2 separate regions of the Mus musculus genome follow, and region 2 is linked to region 1. Evidence: chromatin contacts called from public HiChIP or PLAC-seq data. All regions are on one chromosome and are shown on one strand. The core of a region is the stretch at or near the end of the contact, and the rest is flanking DNA. Distances in the headings are between cores, read along the strand shown.

What was found. HiChIP or PLAC-seq counts read pairs in DNA pulled down with a chosen protein or histone mark.
Region 2: an HNF4G HiChIP or PLAC-seq map of pancreatic cancer cells shows a contact between it and region 1. The contact joins two enhancer-like sites. A contact is called at or near these places in 3 of 115 datasets of contacts at active chromatin or transcription factors (bone marrow-derived macrophages, embryonic stem cells and pancreatic cancer cells).

Annotation. Positions count from the first base shown.
Region 1 is chr3:102,713,580-102,716,729 of GRCm38.p6, forward strand. No RefSeq gene overlaps it. Among named protein-coding and RNA genes, the nearest start is that of Tspan2, 20 kb to the right of the region's middle. Within about 2 kb of position 1,587, at least 195 of the 459 cell types and tissues checked have an H3K27ac peak or open chromatin away from gene starts, as enhancers often do. A contact at or near this core is called in pancreatic cancer cells, where this site is marked.
Region 2 is chr3:103,254,522-103,257,671 of GRCm38.p6, forward strand. No RefSeq gene overlaps it. Among named protein-coding and RNA genes, the nearest start is that of Trim33, 23 kb to the right of the region's middle. Within about 2 kb of position 1,705, at least 64 of the 459 cell types and tissues checked have an H3K27ac peak or open chromatin away from gene starts, as enhancers often do. A contact at or near this core is called in pancreatic cancer cells, where this site is marked.

The DNA of each region.
Region 1 (3,150 bases), core at 337-2,836:
CTCCAGTGAATATTTATTTGCCTTTGAAACTTTCTGTCATCTTCGATGAGAGGGGCTTTCATGAACCTCCTTCTGACCCAGGGGTCCACCTCTGCCAGGAAGGGAGCCCAGAGCTGAGCACTGGACCGACAGGCCTCACGCTGGTCCCAGCTCTGCCTTTAATACCTTCATGGAGCTGCCTGAATCCTTTACCTCTCTGCCTGACCAGAAGCTGCCCTTGTGCTGGGTAAAGCACAAATCACCTGTGGGAAACATCGTCCAGAATACAGCGTCAGCCCCAGCCTCATCTCCAACACTGTAGACACCCAACACACTGCAGATGTGATAAGTGGGGGGGGGGGATCACAAACCATGTCATAATGCAGACAAAGACAAAATAAAATGTTTGCTTAGAATCTACAGATGCTCGGGGCCTGCTGAGTGACACAGGCCATTGGAAAGCCGGAGTCTCTGAGCCATCTCTGTGCGCTCCTGGCTGAATCCCTCCCTGGCACACACAGTTTGAAGTATTGAGGGGACGGCCCAGGGACTGGCAGCCAGCTATTTATATTCTAGCTGGAGCAGAAGCAATGCACCCTGGGAGAGAGTCCCGAGTAGTACCTATGGGGGTAAGAAAGGCTTGAGTCACACAAATGAGGAGGAACCCAAGAGACAGTGCGTGCTTACAATATAGAGTAGTGGGCGGTGGCCTTTATTCTTTGGAAAGAAGCTTTGGGGAACCTATGACCTCTAGGACTTTAAGAACATGGGAACCTGAAAGGCAAGGAAAACAAGAAGCCCAGACAAGAGACGGAGCATGAGCTGAAGATGTAGACGCCTCCTAAGGCGGTGGCTCTCAGCCTTCCTGATGCTGTGACCCTTTAATACAGTTCCTCGTGGTGTGGTGACCCCCAGCCATAAAATTATTTTATTGCTACTTTATGACTTTAATTTTGCTATCTTTATGAATTGTAATGTAAATTTCTACGTCTTCCCATGGTCTTCTGCGACCCTGCGAAAGGGGTTGAGTCTCTATTCAAAGGCTGAGAGCCCCTGCCCTAAGGGCTGAGACAAGCCTCTGAAGCTGGTAACAGGAGCCCAGGACCACTGCTCTAGGACAGTTCAGCAATGTAAATAAGAAGGAAACTTAGCCTCTCCAACCCTGAGGACCTCAAGTGGCCGGTAGCTCTCAGTAGACTGATGAAACCCTTCCACTTCCTCAGCCCTGAAGGGACTCCAGTCTCTGGTGACCTGCTGTAAAAAGCCTGAGAGTGTCAAGGCACCTAAGGTGGATTCAGCTCCCACCGCGATCAGAAGTATCCATGCTGCCTGCTCAGAGGAGGCCAGGAAGGCTGGGAGTGGCCTTAACAAAAGGCCCAAGTTCTCAGAAATTAGAAAGCATTGCGTGCTAAACCACGTTGATTGCTCCATAAACCGACTCCCTTAATGCATAAACAGCAGTGTGAACTGAGCACTGATGGCTACCGATCTTGGACCCACTCGCGTGGACAGTCAATGTCTTGTTGAGGAGACGTGAGACAAGCACTCCCAGACAATGAGTTCTTGAGTTCATGAGATACACGCAACTTGTCAAGTCCTTGCAATGCTTCTTTCTGACAGCAGGGGGGAGCCAACACCTGGTAAACGCCCGGGCACACTAAACCTTGCCGGTGCAGAAGAAACTGCCAAAGAAACAACCAGGAAATGATACCTTGGAAAGAACTGAAACCCAAGCAGGCTGGAAATGGAGGCAGCTCAGGCCCAGGTTTTGTAGGTGTTGCGGCCAAGATTATCGATCCCCCGAGTAAAGCAAATGTCAGCTGGGGAAGTCCAGGCTGGCCTTTAGGGTGACTGTTGCTCCGTATCTTACTCTAGCACCACAGACAAACACAATCTATTTCCTCTTTCTTTCTGTCGTGTCTGAGCTCACTCCGGTCAGGGCTAAGCCAAGCTCAGAAGAGGCAAAGACCTCAGGAAGGAAGTGGAAGGGGATTGGCTGGCTTCTTCCAGTTCAGCCTTACTGCTTGTCACTAACGTGTCTCCTCATATTCAAATTCCAACCATCCGGCTTTCTCCTCTTACTGCAGTATGTGGAAGTGTTCTACCTGGAAGAGAAAAGCTCAGGCGATCTCTCTATGCTCCCATTTTCTCCTTTGTGAAAGGAATATAAATATAAATATATTCGATGACAAAAAAGAAACCTGGACCGTGAGAGGCACGCCTCCAAGAGGTGAGAACAGAAGAAGCTACGAGAGCCTCCTTCTATCTCAGGTGTCCACCTCTGCCAGAAAGGGAGCCGGAGCTGAGCACTGGACCGACAGCCGACAGGCCTCGCGCTGGTCCCAGCTCTGCCTTTAATACCTTCATAGAGCTGGCTGAATCCTTTACCTCTTAGCATGACCAGAAGCTGTCCCTGTTCTGGGACCAGAGGAAGGCAAATGTGGGAACCCCGTGAGAGCACAGGCTCTTAGCTGTGTGACCTTGAATGTGTTGCTTAACCTTTCCTAGCCTCAGGTTCCTCTTCATCAAACGAGAAGTGGGGGGATGGAATGAGATGAGATTTAGTGGGTCCTTAGTGGTGACAAGTGATAGCATATCCCCTCACCACATTAAATAATAGATGGAGGCGCACCAGTTGGCTGGTGCCTGCAAAGTGTCAGGCATTATAATGAATTTCAAAAGTCATAAAATGATAAATTTTTTTGGATTTTATGCTCATTTAGCAGTTTTCTGCTTGCTTTGACAGTCATTTCTTTGCACATTTACCAGAAACAGGTAATATTCAGCAAGACACACTTCACTATCATTTAAAGGATGAAAATACTAAGATTCAAGGAGATTAAATGAATTAGCTAAAGTCCAGCCACTCAGGAAAAGAACCAGGAAAAAACGACTCTTCATAACTCTAATTACTACCTTCAAGGATATAATAATAATACTATCATGAGATGGGACTTAAGAGGAGACCCTAATCAAGTTGTATAGAATGAAGTCAAACAAGGGCACAACCGGGAAGGGGGAAGCATGTTTGCTAGAACCATGGTACGTGTTTGATCAAGCCAGCAGCCTTCACTGTCCACTACAGGCAAAAGCCCCAAAGAGAACAGACGGCACTTGGCTCTCTTCATGAGAGAAGAAAGCTGGTACCACAGGCTCATACCTCAGATGAAT
Region 2 (3,150 bases), core at 455-2,954, 540 kb after region 1:
CAATCAATCAATCAATCCTAGGAGTTCAAATATATCGTATTTCATAGTCCCATCTGTTCCCTTTCACTTACCTGACAGAGGACTTCTGAAAAGAAATGTCTCCCAATTAAAAAAACAACAAAACAAAACAAAAACAAGGACAGTACAACATTGGTATTTAGATTTCTGAAAAAGAATGAGTACCACAGGCTAATGGCTTCAGAAGCATGCTCCTGCCTTATAACGCCAACCTGTGGTATTCAAATGATGCCCTAAAAGACTTCTATTGAAAAACTGAAATAGTATACAACACAGGATGCCCTGGAACTCATGGCAACCCTTCTGCCTCAGCCTCAGGATTACTGAGGTCACTGTGCCCAGAGAAAAATATAATTTGAATGGCCCCCTTTTGGGGCTGGAGAGTTGGCTCAGCGGTTAAGAGCACTGACTGCTCTTCTGAAGGTCCTGAGTTCAAATCCCAGCAACCACATGGTGGCTCACAACCGTCCGTAATGAAATTTGACGCCCTCTTCTGATGCGTCTGAAGTCAGCTACAGTGTACTTTGATATAAATCCTTAAAAAAAAAAAAGAATGGCCCCCTTTAATGTCCTCAGATGAAAATCATTACACTTGATATGTAGATCTACCAGATCACCTCATATCAGAGTCAGTGCATAAACAAACTTCTGTCAGCAGTGTAGAAACCACTGGCTCAGTGGGTAAAGGTGTTTGCCACCAAGCCTGACGACCTGATCCTTGGAACCTAACGTGGTGAAAGGATAGAACCAATTCTAGAAAGTTGTCCTCTAACAACCTCCGTACATCCACCATGGCACTCACACGCACAGGCACAAAACCTAAAAATTAAAAAATGTAATTAAATGAAAATAGGGTCTTGAAACAACAACCCTTCATTATTGTGGGCATGGCTAAGATGGGTAGCTCACAGTTTCTTAGGAGATTTAGGACAAATTTCCCTCCAGAACTGTAGTCTTATGTGAAGATTCAACAAGGGGAAGGCTCTTCTAAGCTCTTTTGTGTGGTTGCTGGTTCCCAGGTAAGTGGGTATCTCTACAAGCTACCCAAGTATATGAATAGCAGTCATCTTGGGCAAGCAATCTACGAGAGTGCTAATAATCATGGAATCTGACAACTGATAGTCACCTTGCTGGCACTCACAGCACCCATTGAAAGCAGTTATATTCAGGTTGTATATACTAACTTATTAAAAAAAAAAACCAAAGGCTGCAGATTAAATAACTAAGAAAGGAGGCATGTAGGCTGGAGAGATGGCTCAGCGGTTAAGAGCACTGACTGCTCTTCCAGAGGTCCTGAGTTCAATTCCTAACACCACATGGTGGCTCACAACCATCTGTCATGGGATCCGATGCACTCTTCTTGTGTGGGTCAGAAGACAGCTGCAGTGTACTTGTATAAATAGTAATAAATAAAAGAAGAAGAAGAAGAAAGGAGGCATTCGAGCAGTACCATCCATGACTGTTTTAAAGGGTAGAGCATCTTTTTGTCCTCCCACAAGGGAAGAGTTCCTGTGCAGTTCTGTCCAGCTGCTAAGGTACCTAACACAGCAGGTGGTTTGCTTCCAGGCAGGGAACTCACCTAAACCCTGGTATTTAAATTTTCCTCTCACTGGGGCTTGATCACAGAGACACAGATGGTGCGGCCGACGCTCCAGGCCCTGCGGAGCATGAGCTGATACTGCAGGCTCCAAGTGTCCACCACAAAGCACATTGTTAGCACAGACTATCAGGCACAGCTCGAGGCCCCCAGGTAAACAGACGCTCTTATCAGTCAGAACATTCCAAGAGTTAGAGTCACTCAGGAAGTGGAGCAAAGAACAGGCCTCTCTTTGGGCAAGGCTCGCCCGGCCAGGAAGTGAGGCTCACACCACACTGGGCTTCTGAGCAGCTTCTAAGCACCTCATTCTTCAGATACAGCAGGACAAATGCTCATTTAAGAAAAGTCTTCACCGTGAGGACAATGAAAGCAAATCAGGAGGGGAAATAAAAGGCATTTGGAAGAAATAGACAGAAAACAAGCCAATTGCTGTCCCCAGTGGCACAAGCCTGTCATCCAGTGGCTCACCACCTTCCTAAGGCTGTAACCCTTTAATACAGTTCCCCGTGTTGTGGTGACTCCCATCTGTAAAATTTAAATTATTTTATTGTTATTCATAGCTGTAATTTTGCCACTGTTATGATCATATCTGATATTCAGGGTATCTGATAGGCAACCCCAAAGGGGTCTCTACCCACAGGCTGATAACTAACTGCTGCTGTAATCCCCACTACTCAGGAGGGTAAAGAAGACTGAACATTAAAGGCTTGCCTCAGCGACATTGTGAGTTCCAAGTCACCCTACAAATTACGTATATGTATATGTATATGTATATGTATATGTATATGTATATGTATATGTATATGTATATGTATATGTATATATATATATATACACATATACACACACATATATATACACACACACACAAACACACACACACACACAAACACACACACACATATGTACACACACATATATGCATATATACATATAGATGAATATATATGCAGCCTGGGTATATATGTCATATATAAAACATATACACATGCAGCCAACATATGTATGTGTGTGTGTATGTGTATATATATATATATATATGATTTATTTATTTATGTATATGTATGTATATGTATGTATATGTACATTATAGCTGTCTTCAGAAACACCAGAAGAGGACATCGGGTCCCTTTACTGGGAATTGAACTCAGGACCTCTGGAAGAGTAGTCAGTGCTCTTAACCACTGAGTCATCTCTCCATAAATATGTATTTTCAGCAGAAGTATTTCATATGCCCGGGAGGTGGTGGCACGCGCCTTTAATCCCAGCACTTGGGAGGCAGAGGCAGGCAGATTTCTGAGTTTGAGGCCAGCCTGGTCTACAGAGTGAGTTCCAGGACAGCTAGGGCTACACAGAGAAAACCCTGTCTCGAAACAAAACAAAACAAAACAAAACAAAACAAAACAAAACAAAACAAAGTATTTCATATGAAAAAGTTGGCAATATGAAAGAAAGCAAGGCTATTGGGGTTTTTGTTTTTGAAACTCAAATGGAAATGTGGGAAAATAAAAACTCAATGACTCAAATATATTAAA